Regions from separate parts of the Rattus norvegicus genome. Here region 2 is linked to region 1. The links are chromatin contacts, called in public Hi-C maps. All regions are on one chromosome and are shown on one strand. The core of a region is the stretch at or near the end of the contact, and the rest is flanking DNA. Distances in the headings are between cores, read along the strand shown.

The links. Hi-C and Micro-C count contacts between places; a contact is called where the count stands out from the background.
Region 2: a Hi-C map of liver shows a contact between it and region 1, with 5 times the contacts expected there. The contact joins the enhancer-like site here to the promoter of Chn2 in region 1. A contact is called at or near these places in 12 of 12 Hi-C or Micro-C datasets (the A7r5 cell line, the Rat2 cell line, Schwann cells and 7 more) and 1 of 1 datasets of contacts at active chromatin or transcription factors (oligodendrocytes).

Annotation. Positions count from the first base shown.
Region 1 is chr4:84,476,226-84,483,251 of GRCr8, forward strand. Chn2 (chimerin 2) reads left to right here and starts at 2,764. Exons shown (of 13, transcript NM_032084.2): 1 at 2,764-2,947. The coding sequence starts at 2,899.
Region 2 is chr4:84,658,946-84,665,971 of GRCr8, forward strand. Chn2 (chimerin 2) reads left to right here. Exons shown (of 13, transcript NM_032084.2): 6 at 861-1,146. Among named protein-coding and RNA genes, the nearest start is that of Prr15, 100 kb to the right of the region's middle. Within about 2 kb of position 4,061, at least 1 of the 93 cell types and tissues checked has an H3K27ac peak or open chromatin away from gene starts, as enhancers often do. A contact at or near this core is called in liver, where this site is marked.

The sequences.
Region 1 (7,026 bases), core at 1,514-4,013:
CTTCTACTTTCGGATTGCATTGTTTTTACCTGGTGGTGGTGCCTTCACAGTGAGAACCTGTCCATCCCTTCATCTATCTGGAGTAATGAAGATTATTACTGGGCCATATTTTGGTTTTTTTTTAAATATTTATTATTTTACCTATATGTTTTGCCTGCATGTTTGTATGTTGTTTTAGCTTGGGTTACACTGCTGTGAAGAGACACCAGAATCAAGGCAACTCTTATAAAGGAAAACATTTAATTGGGGCTGGTGTATAGTTCAGAGGTTTAATCCACTGTTTTTGTCATGGTAGGAAACATGCTGGCATGCAGGCAGACATGGTGCTGGAGGAGCTGAGAGCTCTCCATCTTGATCTGCAGGCAGCAAGAAGGGGACTGGCTTCCACACTCAATGGAGTTTGAGCATGGCACACCTCAAAGCCCACCTCCACAGTGACACACTTCCTCTAACAAGGTCACATCTCCTCCAATAAGACCACACCTCCTAATAGTGCTACTCCTTATGGCCAAGCATTCAAGCCACGAGTCTATACGGGTCATTCCTATTCAAACTACCACATATGCATACCACTTGGGTTCCTGGAGAAAGAAAACATTGTTCGAATGTTTGGTTCTACCTTTCAGCTAAACAATTTACAACCTCTTGGAATACAGTCTTGAATAGCACGATATGGTATCACAACTAGTATTTTTCTCAAGCTTATTCTCCATGTTATCAGTAGTAGAAGTGGAGAAACAGGACTATAAAGTATTTGCTGACATCCTTGTTTGAACTGAGATGCTGGTTTTCTTCAATGCCCACGTAGTAATGATCTTGTCCAGCGACAGCCTTGCCCACCATCTAGAGATCCAGAGGACTTTGTAAATTACTAGCCAGACAACTGAATGTCATGTCGTGCCTTGAACTCTGGGTGTGCAAGAAGTTCCACTCCCATAGAGTGGTCCAGAGCATGCTGGGTGAGTGTATGTACCCACAGGGCTCCAGATGAAGTCACCTCAAGCTTGCACTGCCCTCCAAAAGTGCATGGGATGAGGAGACTTAGCAGTACCTGAGTCTAGCTGACCCAGGCAGATCTGTCTTAAGAGCCCTATAAATGGAGTCCATGATGATACAGCTCAGTGGAGCTGAAGTGGCTCATGGGAGTTCAACAAGAGGTTCCCCCCCCAAACTAATCAACAAATAAATGTGGGTGGGGGCACTTGTTGGGCAGTCACACTGGGATGGCATCCTAGGGGGAAATTTTAAAATATACTTTAAATCAAGTAGAAAATGTGACATGAGTGCATATCGTGATCATTTAACACTTATTATTCACTGTACACGAGGTCCTCTGCAGATGTGGAGGCCCCCAGGACGTGGCCGCTGTTCCGAGTCACTCCTGATAATTTTCAAATGGACTATGCCCTTCTTAGCCATGTTTTTCAAAATCGTGCTGCTCCCAATGCGAACACTTTCCGTTTTGCTCTATAATGAGAGTACTTTCATTCCTTTAATGTTTGCTTTTTTTCCTTTGATCTAACAATTTCTGTTCAAATTTCACAGTTTTCTGTAGCTTTAGGAATGAAAGAACCGATTACTCTGCTGGGAGCGTGAAACGGATTTTAAAATATATATCTGCATGACATTTCCTTCCAGTGAAATTAATTTAGGTTTAAATACAGGAGAATGGCACAGACCAGCCCCAGTCCCTTTCTCTCATACACCTAGGCAATTCCTTATCCTTAAAGGCTTCAGTTGCACCTGCTGCAGTCTTAGTCTTTTGTGAGGACCCGAACAAGGGGCAGAGGACCACTTTCTTTGTGTAAGACCGATGCCACCTTTGGGATGTCTCTATTTTTATTTTTTTTTAACACCAGTCTCAGAAGCATAGTGGACTTTTGGGGCACGGTCCCTGCCAGTGACTGGAGTACTTCAGTGTAGCCAGATCGGCTCCCTGAGTGGTTTAGGAGACCTACACCAGGGCAGGGACCTTCGATTCCTGACCAACAAAGGACAAATTGTAGGGTGGTGGAAAGGGCGCTTCCCAGCCTCGGTGGCATCCTGGCCTGCTGCCCCGCACCTAATCCTCAGAGACCTCGCCTTCGCCTTCTGGGACCCCCCCCCCCGCACTCCCTCCCCACACTGTGTGGTTGCTCCAGAGCCTAGAGCTTGCTGCCACCTTCCTCCTACAACCCCTCCATCCCCTTCTCTAACTCGGGAAGCAGCGCTGTACACTGCTGCTCGGTCCGCTGCGCGTCCCTGGCGGTTTGCCCAACACCTCGGGGCAGGCTCCGAGTCCTGATGGTCCCCACCCCTTGGTCCTCAGCCTCCCCCAGCAGCCAGGGGTGCTGGAGCTGTCAAGCGGGCAGAGTGGATTCAGCCCGGAGCGCCGGCGTTCCTCTCCTCCTTCCTTTGTGTGCGCGCGCGAGCTGAGTTGGGGAGGAGGGAGAAGGGGGAGGTCGCTGTCTATCTGTCTCCCCCGCCTTTGCCCGGGCCGCTCGAAGTGCGGCGGCGGAGGCTGAATTCTCTAGAGCTGGTGCTGGGAGCCCAGGGGTGCCCAGGTTCCAGTCGCGCGCAGGGAGCGGGCTCGCAGCGGGGACAGCGGGGACGCTGAGAGCGGTGGTCCCATCCTCCTGGCCGGCCGCCTCGGCCTCGCTGCGCCCCTGCCACTCCGACGCCCGTAGCGGAGCGCGCCCAGGCGCCGAGAGGGACAGCGAGCACGAATAAATAGCGGCGGCGGCAGCGCGTCATCTGGCGGAGCAGGAAGTGCAGGCAGAGTCCGGAGGCCGGTGCTTCCCGCGCGTCCCCAGGACTTTGCCATGGGCTGGGGGCCGCGCGGGCTGCGAGCGGCCGGCCGAGGGCAGCGGCGACGCCGCCCGCACCGGGACTGAGCAAGCAGCGACGCGCGGCGCCGAGATGGCAGCGTCCAGCAACTCTAGTCTGTCCGGCTCCTCCGTGTCCTCTGGTGAGTTTCAGCGCGCGGTCGCCTGTGCGGGGATGGAGAGTCTACCTGTGGCCGTCCCGCCCGCTCTAGGAGAGCGTGGCGCGGGGCACCAGCGTCCCCGGGACACTTGTTAAGGTGGTCAGCACCTCCTCGTCTGACCTGTGACAGCGTAGAGGTGGGACTCGGTAGTGTCCTAGGCTTGCGGACCAGGAGTCTGGGGCTCCTGGCGAGCAGTAGCTGCCAGCAGCCTTGCACTTTCTGCACAGCTGGAACGGGGGCAGAAAGCGCCGGGAAGGTGAGGGCACAGCTGAGCTCCGGACCTGTGTATCTTGGCGCCTGCTACCCTGGATACCCAGAGCCAAAGAAGGGTGCAAACCCTAGCTCCTTGCAGACTCGGATTTCTTTGTTTGTTTCAGAAATTAGCTCCTTGGAGACACTCGCTTGGGGCATGGGTTTGAGAGAGCAGCCAGGAGGAAAATGTGTCTTGCTCGTCCTACTAAAGTGGGATAGTGGAATGGAGGTCGAGCCCAGCCTCTCTGACTCCTGGCATGTTTACCCTGTGAACTGTGTGTGTGTGTGTGTGTGTGTGTGTGTGTGTGTGTGTGTGTGTGTGTGTGTAGACAGAGACAGAGAAACAGAGAGAGAGACAGAGACAGACAGAGAGACTGTGAGACAGACACAGAGAGCATGTGTGTGTGCAGGAGCGAGCGAGGGGGGCTCTAGACGCGTTCTTATCCTACGCTGTAATTTTACTTTCAAGGCTTCCATTTTTTTTCTGTGTTAAATGTGGCTGGGTGAAAAAAAGGGCTTTCAGCTTTTCTATGGTTGATCAGCAGGTCTAATTGAACAGAAAAAAAATGATAATGAATGCAAAGGCATAAGAATCAATGGAGGCAGCCCCTCTGGTTTCTGAACATGACAGGTTTCTAATCAGAATGATGCATTAGGTACAGTTCCCCTACCCCTTTGGTCACTGAAAACTTTAATAAGAAACCCTGAAGGGATGGCTGTTAAGACACACAGTTCTGTTTGACATACAGAACTCAAGGGTCAAAGAAAAGTCTTAAAGTCCTAGTGGGAATGCTCTGTGTATTAATATTGTATGGTGTCCCATTGAATTCTTTTTCTTTATTCTCCAAAAATTAAATTCAGTGTGGAGAAGAGATGCAGCATTGGGCAGGAAGGCAGGCATGAAAGGAACCACAGCTGTGGATGTGTAACTAACCAAATTGTAGACACAAGGTGACTGTGACCAGAGAGTAGTTGTTCTCTTGAATGCTTGCTACATGCTATCTTTTCTTGGTCAGGTTTAGTCCCATGGAAATGACACTTCCTTTAATGAGTGCTGTCAACTAATAAAAACAGCATTGTTAGGTGCCGGGTAGTTTGAGCTGCTGGCAGTAGGGACTGGTGGGCAGAGCAGTCAGCTCTTATTAAGAACAGCAACAAGTTGACCGCCTGTGGTTTTAATTCTGAGAACTCAGCAAATGCTAGGGCTTATTTTTAGTACCCTCAAACCACTGCCACTGCGTTTCAATTCATTTTGGTTGACTAACATTGAATTTAAAATGCAGAGATGCTGCCTTCCTATTAGCACATGTTTCTCCCTCTCCAAAGCCTGCCCACTCCATGAACTGAGGGGATAAAGGTAGCAAGGGGAGGACCGAGGAAGGATGATGATGAGGAGGAAACAGGAGACAGCATCATCTTAGGATTCCCTGGAGGCGTAGGGTACCGATGCTGTGCCATCTGAAATTCTGGATCTTGATACAGCTTAAGAAGCCTAGGTCAGCCCTGGGAAGACTTTGCTGCTCATAGCAGCCAGGATAAGCTTTGGAGGGCGGTGACTGCAGAGAGGACAGCAGGCTTACAATGGCTTTCTCCCCTGTTTTATGGACCCGTCTCTTAATCCTGTTGGAGACTGTGGGAAATTGCATGAAATCTGAAAGGCAAAAGAGTGGACATTGAATCTATTTACCATTGCATGTAAATCAACCTGACCTGTGGGTTTATATGGCCTAGTGCACCAATTCATCAGACACTTTGTCTTGCAAAAATATGGAATCATAGTTCTTTTTAAGCACACTTACCATTGTGTGGCTAATGAATAATTCAGAGGACACAAGCAATTCACACCTGTGAGAGGTGTTGAGCAGAGAAGAATAGAGTCTGTTTCGCAGAGCAGCTGGGTTCTTGCAGGCAAAGGCCAGAGTCTGAGAAAGTAGGGCACTCTGTGAACCCATTAGTCACCAGGCGGAAGGGCCAACTGTGGGCCAGGCTTGGACTTCAAGGCTTAGCAAGGGAGATAATTCTAGCTTTCTTTGTAGCTTCAAACTTCTGAGATCATTGTATTTGAATTCTGGCTCCCCTGCTGGCCAGTGAGGCCTCTTGAGGTGGGTTACTTAAGTTTTTCCTAGCTTCAATTTTCGCATTAAATCAGTATGCTGAGTTTCGGGCCCAGGGTCTAATGCATAAGAGAGCTTGGTGCAGAGGAGAGGCTCAGTGGTTAAGAGAGATTGCTGTTCTTCCCGGAGGACCTGAGTTCAGGCCCAAGTACCCTTGATACATTGAAAGGCTCCCAACAACCTGTAACTCCAGCTCCAGGGCATGCAAGCCCTCTTCTGGCCTCAATAGGCACGCCTACACATGCATGCATGCATACATACATACATACATACATACATTCATACATACATACATACACACACACCTTTAAAACATCTTGCAAACAGATTCACAGTCTTCTTTGAGGGATGAAGGTGTTCAGTGGCTTCAACCTTAGATGATGAAATAAACTCTGCACTCAGTGCACATGAAATCCCTTTCTTCCCTCATACTCTTAGGGTCTATATTGCTGCAAAGAAACACTGTGGCTAAAAAGCAAGTTGGGGAGGAAAGAATTATTTGGTTTATACTTACAGATTGCTATTTATCACCAAAGGAGTCAGAACAGAAAACGCAAACAGGGCAGGAACCTGGAGACAGGAGCTGATGTGATACAAAGACCTCAGAGGAGTGTTGCCTGCTGCTTCGTTCCCTATGGCTTGCTCAGCGTGCTTTCTTCTACAACCCAGGACTACCAGCCCAGGGATGGCACCACTCACAATGGGCCAGGCCTTCCCCCACTGATTGCCAATTGAGAAAATGCCTTACAGCTGGATCTCATGGAGGCATTTCCTCAACTGAGGCTCCTTCCTCTCTGAGGACTCTAGCTTGTGTCAAGTTGACACGATACCAGCCAGTGCATATGCTGAATTTAATCTTGAGTTTTAGCTCCATTAAAGAAACATTTTAGTGAGTGAGCACATTGTAGGTTTCAGATATAGCTCTGAGTGCTTGCATTGAAAAGATTACTCAAGAGTCTCTGAGAAGCAGCAGGAAGGATAGGCAGCCATCTCATAGCCCGTGCCCTACAGTGATACAGTATGTATGTATGTATGTATGTATGTATGTATGTATGTATGTATGTGTGTATGTGTGTATTTATGTATGTAGAGGGGTGTGCAGGGTAAGGAAGTGATGGCTTTAGTCTGGAGTAGCCAGTGGAGTTGACACAAGTGTCGGACATTGATGGATAGTTAGAAGCTTTCTAGAATGTAGGCAAAGAAAGGCATTTCAGGATGACTGAGAACTTAGACCCAGGCTAAGTCTGTAACTTTCCCTTGCTTTTCTTGGGTCCTTGATCCTTTCTCCTGGTAGGTGGGAAACTTCCTGGAGGCTTTGATGACATGATCCTGAAATCAAGGATGAACTTGGACATTGGGGCACTAGTAAAAGAACAGCCAGCTTCTCCAGGGTCCCAGTATGCTGTCAGTCGGTCTCTGAGGACCGGCTGAGAGAATGAAGTTTCCTGGTGGCTGCATGGAGGGAAACTGGTGATTCGCTCAGCAGAAGCTCAAGGTTCTCTAACTTGAATAATCTTCCCTGCTTTTGTTTAACCACATCACCCAAGTGTGTCCTTGTGCCTGTTACCAACTGTCACCTAGCAAAGTCGTCAGGTTAACATTAACTTAAAAATACATTTTTTCGAGAACTCTTTAGAATTTTCCTATGGAGGGTTCAATTATGTGTAAAAGGAATGGGTGAGCCTCTGTTTTAAT
Region 2 (7,026 bases), core at 2,811-5,310, 180 kb after region 1:
CAAGATTGGCCACCGTAAGTGCTGAGGCACTGCTGGGGTCACTTGTATATACCAGGCCGTTAGCTCCCCGCAGAGCCTTCCTGTGTGCTCCTGGAAATTGATTAGAGCTCTCTCCATAGAAAGAATGGATACGAGAAAAGCCTTCCCAGGACAGCTCACGAAGGGCATGTATCCAACCGTCTCCACAGAGTGACCTCACAAAGACGCTTTCCGAGTTGCAACTGGAGATGCCCAGAGCATGTCTTATGTGGCTCAGTGATGAGGGATTAGGTCAAAAGCTGTTAAGAACTCTGGATAGGCAGAGCATTTTTCTATCTCCTGGCACCCCAGAGTAGGCACAGATAGTCATGCAGGTGAGACTGGGGGATGCCAGGATTGATGGTACATTTAGCACCTAGCTGATGCTTCTCTACTGCTTCATTAACCGGGATGGTAGAGATGGGGTTGCAGTCAAAGACTGGTAAGATAATAAAGGGCATCAGAGGTCTTTGGTGTTAGTATCCCTTGCAGAGGTAATGGTCACCTCCCATTAAGGAAGTTTATAAATGATGTGTTTGTATAAATGAGAATGGAATGATCCAGTGTCCTGAGTGACTCATAGGATTGTTCCCAAATGCATACCCGAGGTTAGATCCCGTCTGCTTCCTTCCAGACCCGTGGGTTCCAACAGGGAGCGGCAGCTCTTTGTGACTCTGTTGCTTCTCCTGTTAAATAGAGATAATCACAGTACCCATCTCACAGGATCTCTGAGATGAGATCCAAGCACCCGCTCCAGGCCCAACAAATGGAATGTTCTGGAAGCTACCTCACTTTCCCCGTGTTATCTCACCGGTTGTAATCCTTGGCTTTCTGGCGAGCAGGTTTGGAAACCAGACCTTAAACTACCGGCTCTTCCATGATGGGAAGCATTTTGTGGGTGAGAAGAGGTTCGAATCCATTCACGACCTGGTGACAGATGGCTTGATCACGCTCTACATAGAGACCAAGGCTGCTGAGTACATTGCAAAAATGACCACAAATCCCATCTACGAGCACATCGGATACGCCACTCTCCTCAGAGAAAAAGTGTCCAGAAGGCTGAGCAGGTCTAAAAATGAGTCAAGAAAGGCTGGTGTCACCCACGAGGAACACACACCAGTGGAGAAGGTAAGCAGCCCAGGGCACAGTCATGGGCTATCTAGCTTCAGCTTGTGCTGACAGAGAATGGATAAGGATAGATTTAGTTTGTCAGAGTGTTGGGAAGAATCCTCCCAAGTTTAGAACTGAAGTGCCAAAAGGTCCTTAGACTCTTCCAAGTTAACCCCCTCTTGAGCTTCAGGAGAGAAACTCACGGCCCATAAATGTTCCATGATTTGCTTTATGGTCAGAGGCAGAACTTAGACAGATAGTCATTTGTGGGTTTATTTGTAGTTTGAAAGAAAACATTCCATTATTGTTGGATGCCAAACAGTGGGTGAAAAATGTCTTAAATCTCCCCTTGGGGCCTGCTGGCTGTCTCTGTCTCCAAAATGGGCCAAATGCATGGTATCTGTCTTTGTCCATCCTAGGGATGTGTGAGCATCCATGGGCAGGAGGCTAGCTGCCTTCTGAGGTGAGCTAACTGACAAGAAGAGTTACTGACAGACTTAGAAGCCTTCACCATAATGGCTGCTGTCTCAGGATGGCTTAGTCGAGCTGATTTTCCCCCCAGCAAAGCAAGCTGTGCTTCACTGCTATCAGAAAACCCTTGACTTGGGTGAGTGTGTGAGCTGGGCGTGTTGTAGCAGTGGAAGGATATAGTGAAGGGGACACCATTTCTGTCTCCAGTATCCTGCAGCATATTTGAAAGGCACCAACACCGTTGGCAGGGAGACTTCAGGGATGTGTCCCGTTGGGGACCATCTGCTTTGCCTTGTCATATCCATTTCCCTCTGGGAGTGACAGCTCACCATACCATCAGCACCCCACTGTGGCTGAGCCAAGCCCAGCTTCTGGAGTGGTCTAGGACTGAGCAAAGAGCGATACGCAGAGGGCAAGATGGCAACGCCACTCCTTTGGGAGCTGCTAACCCTTAACTGCAAGTGGCCCCCTGATGCCAGGACTGGTGGAAGCCAGTGAAGGCTTAGGCTGAAGGTAAGGACTAGGCATCCAAGATGGGAGACTCACCGGGTACTGGGGTGGCTGGAGACAGCAGCCAGTCTGTTGGCAGCAAGGGCGTGATGGTAATTGATTTGCTGATTGAGTCTCAGAGCAAAGGAGGGCCTTCTCCAGCATCACATCAGATGAGCAGCTGGCCCATGAAAACATAATTTGCCATTTTCTTTTTATAACTCTAATATCACCCCAACACCTGTGTATTCTTTCAGAAATAATTGATTTGGGATATTTTGGGACTGCTGACTGTTTACATTTAATAGGAAAGCTGTGTGCTCGCACGCGCGCGCGCGTGTGTGTGTGTGTGTGTGTGTGTGTGTGTGTGTGAGAGAGAGAGAGAGAGAGACAGAGAGAGAGAGAGACAGAAAGAGAGAGAGAGAGACAGACAGACAGAGAGAGAGAGAGAGAGAGAGAGAGAGAGAGAGAGCGCGCCATATTTCGAGTTTGTTCTGGTCCAGATGAAAGCTAGTCCTTAGTGTTTGTAAATCTGTTCAAAAGCGATTTAGAATAGGAAATCTGGAAGCTGACCTCCTCAGTCATGATAAATCAGGAGATGAATTGTAAAATAAGTCTCTGAAGTGGTGTTTGTATTTCTGAATCAGAGAGCATTGCCATTTGGAAACACCGTCTGTTACAGAAAGCAGGCCTCACAATGGAAACCAGCAAGGACATCCCATCTGTGGAAGCTGGGCGTTATTTCTGGGCGCTATTCTCAGCAGGAAACTGACATGACGTGATGTGCCCTCTGTCTCAGTTAGGGTTTATGTTGCTGTGATAAAACACCATGACCCAAATGCATGGGTTTACCGGCTTACCCTTCCGCATCACTGTTCATCATCAAAGGAACGCAAACAGGACAGGAACCTGGAGGTGGGAACTGACATGGAAGTGATCCAGGGGCGCCATGTACTGGCTTGCTTCCCATGGCGTGCTCAGCTTGCTTTCTTACAGAACTCAGTATCACCAGACCAGGGATGGCCCCCATGCAGTGGGCTGGGCCCTCTTTCATGGATCACTAATTGAGAAAATTGCTCCACATGCTGACCCACATCCTGATCCTATGTGGGCATTTTCTCAATGGAGGTTTCCTCCTTTCCGATGACTATAGTTTGTATCAAGTTGTCATAAATCTAGCCAGCACACCTTCCCCATAGAACAGTGCTTCTCAACCTTCCTAACGCTGTGACCCTTTAATACAGTTCCTCCCCTTGTGGTGACCCCCAACCATAACGGTATTTTCATTGCCACTTCGTAACTAAATTTGCTACTGTTATGAGTCATAATGTAAATATCTGTTTTCTGAATGTCTTAGGTGACCCCTGTGAAAGGGTCGTTCAACCCCAAAAGGGTTTGAGACGGACAGGTTGAGACCCGCTGTCCTAGAGAACCTGATCAATAACCACATCGAGTGAGCCAGTCTGCACCCATTTACTGGGGAGGAGGGAGGGGAGGAAAGAGAGGAGATGCTGAAGGAAGAAGTCCGTAGTCAGCAGGAAGTTTGATGGACAGTTGTCAAGGGTATGGATTTGCTTGGACACTAATGATGTCCTTGGCTTTCATGAGGAATATTCTGGACAGTAGGTCTGGTCACTGCCTGCCGGGGCACTTATTTTGTTAGTAGCTTATGAACTAACTTGATAAGAATCCATCCATTTCTCCATGACCTGTATTGACAAGTGCGATTAGGAAAAGCCTCAGTCTGGCCAGAGATCCTGTTACTCTTCAGGGCAAGGCAGGGGCCTGTTCTCCATGGAGGCAGGGACTGGAAAAGAGTTGGTGGGAACTTGAGTAGATTGACGGAGAGGAGCCTGAGGTCCCCGTCTGCTTCAGTAATGGCCTTGAGTCTTGAAGGTTTAATAGTGGAACAAGTTGGCTTCCCAGCGGTGCTCAAATCTGCCAGGTCCATCCCACGGCTCACAAACGTTGCTCACCCATTTGTTTTATTGATCATTTCCAAGTAAACCTAGGAAAGAATGTGCTATTACAAATCCAAGAACAGTAACAGTGCTAATTGAAAAAAAAAAAAGATAAATTACCTGCCCCTGTCAGACTTGAGTGGAGTCCAGGTTGCTAGCAATGGACCTGACTTTAGTGACTGTAGATGCGGTGGGGAGGTGGGGAGCCTGCAGATGGAGTGAAGCTGTGAAGGTTCTGCCCCTACCAGTAGGCAAACATCACGATTCTTTATTGAATTAATTGGCTTTTAAAACGTAGTGTGTTTGGGTCACCCATTCGGTGCACTTAATTAAAATGGTCAGTCTAAGTACAATATATGAAACATACTTTAGAATTTATGGCACACATAGATTCTCTACTGGTCTTCAGGAAAGAAGAATCATGGTATGGTCGGCAGTCTATGAATAACACTCAGAGTCTAAACTCAGATTGCACAGACGTGGGACTGTGTCCCATTTTAGACTCAAGGCAACTGTGCCAGATTCGCATGCAGGATTCCCCACGTGTGCCTTAGTCCTGCTTCACACGGGCAGAGAGGAGAGTGAGCCCAGGCTGCCCACCACACGTCAGAGCATCTTAACTCTGTGGAGCAGCCGGACCTCACTGTGCAGTCATTGCCTTTATGGCTCTAAGTAACAACTTGGACTTGGCCACTGTCCTATCAATGGTCATTTTAAAAGTCACTTAGTCTTTTTACATGGTCTGATTTTGAAAATGCAGTACTGTTTCTAGCTATAAGAACCGACCTTTCTCACCAAATGCATCCCGCCGAGTCAAATAGATAATATGGCAAGTGCATCTGTATTAACTGGGTGTAGTCTGATGCAGTAAATTGCACCCATATTTGAAGTGAAAATAATGTGTACCTGTGAGGCGGTAAAAGCACTTTTAATAATACGCAAGTTGAGTATCCTCTGTCCAAGATGTTGGGGAACCAGGGATTTTCCAGATCAACTATTTATCCTTAATCCAAAAACCTGAAAGGAAAAAACTCAGATCCTTTGAAGTCTTAGATGCAGGGGTGTATCAGCTATATCGTATTCATTCGTTCCCTGTTTTAGGGACGCCTAGCGCCCAAGTTCATTTCCCTGTTTTCTCCTTGGCATTCAGCGCCAGTTACAGCCTCCTCGCTCTCTTCCCTGCTTTTGCAGGATGTCAGCCCCAGTTCTGTCTTGTTCATTCATTTCACTGTTTCTCGTGGTAGTAAATGTCAGACAACGACCTCCGTGAGTTCCACAGCAGCTCCTCCTTGTACGGCATGGCGGGCAGCCCTGGGACAAGATGGGGGCTGGGAGGGGGGCAATGCAAAAAAGGAAAGTGCAACTGTATCTTTATGTTTCGTCTATGCAAACCAGGAAAACACAGGTTTTACATGTTTAATTCCTGGCAAGTCATCAAGCTAACAGAGTAGCCATTGTTGATGGTTGGGAGGGGAAGCAAGGGTCTGAAAGGGCGAGTGTGGAAGAGACTTGTCCTCTCCTTGCTTCTGTTTGAAGCTCTTTCAGCTTTGAACTGTGACATATGTAGTATCCATTCAAAGACTGAAACAAGAATAAAACGCCTGTGGTGTCTCACATACACACATCACGTTAAAGCCAAGGAGAGTGCTTTCTGCCCTGGCTGTTGTACGTGCAGAGCAGAGCGGATCCAGATCCCTGCCTCCCACCCCACCCTCTTCATCATGCTCACAGTCCCCCTCCCCTTCCCCCCCCCCCAGATTGTTCACATGGGATCTGCGTTCTCAGGACTTAGTGGAGGTTTGGAACTGGAAGGTTATAGCACGAGGCAGAAATGGCTGCAGTGTGGGAATGACTCCTTGAGATGGGGGTAGATTGATCTTGGCATTTCTGGTCCTCCCATCTCTTCCCCAGAAGCGTCCCAGTCAGCTGCCTTCTTCCATCCATTTCCCTGCTTTCCTCTGGCTGCTACAGGACCAGTGCCCCAGTCACTTTTACATCCTGCCACAGGCACCGAAGCCTCTTAGGTTTCCATTCTCCTACCATAAAGCCCTCACCAGCAACCCTTTCTTCCGCCTCCTTAGGAAACCCTCCTTCACTGAGGACCCCCTTTGGAGAGCACCGCTCTGTCCCCTCCCACACACACAGGTAACCCCTTCACTTGTAGTTTCCTGGGCCCCAGCTGCCCATCTTGGTAGCTTTGTCTGCTTTGCCCCTGACCTGAAGGCAGTTACCATGCCAAGGAGAAAGGCTTGCTCAGCCCTAAAGACCAGCAGAAGCCTCTGGAACAGATGGGGGTCACCCTGGGTGTTTTCTCTCAATCCTCTCAAACTCTCCCAAGAGTGGGGCCACCCCATATCACTGCCCTTCTCACAGCCCCCAATATGTGACCTTCTGCCAGGACTTCCCATTGGCCAAACCCAGCCAAAGTCCTGGGGAACAGTGCAAGGAGCAGGGTGCAGTGTCCAGGGGCCAGACAGGAGAGACATAAGTGGGAAGGAGGAGTGTGGTAGAGAGAAGAGAGTGGGGGAGAAGCCAGCCGAAGCACACAGCAGTTTTCACGCCCATAGTTAGTATGGTTCTCATGGTGCTCTGTACAAAGCTAACTGGCTTCAGAAGCCCAACATGTGACTATGCCGCAGTCCCTTCCTCAGATGACCTCACAACTGCGTGCTGTGCTTGGGAGGTTGTTTTGGGGATGTTGAGCTTCTCTGTGTTCATTAGACTTGACCACTGCCCTTAGCCAAGCTAAGGAGCTGCATTCATTTACACACACACACACACACACACACACACACACACACAGACGCACACATGCACACACTTATACATGCTTATACATAAGCACATGAGCACACTCACATGTACATATGTGACCATACACAGGCATGCACACCCAGTACACAGGTGCACATGTACAAACACACACACATGCACAGAGTTATACATACTTATACATATGCACATTAGCACATGTACA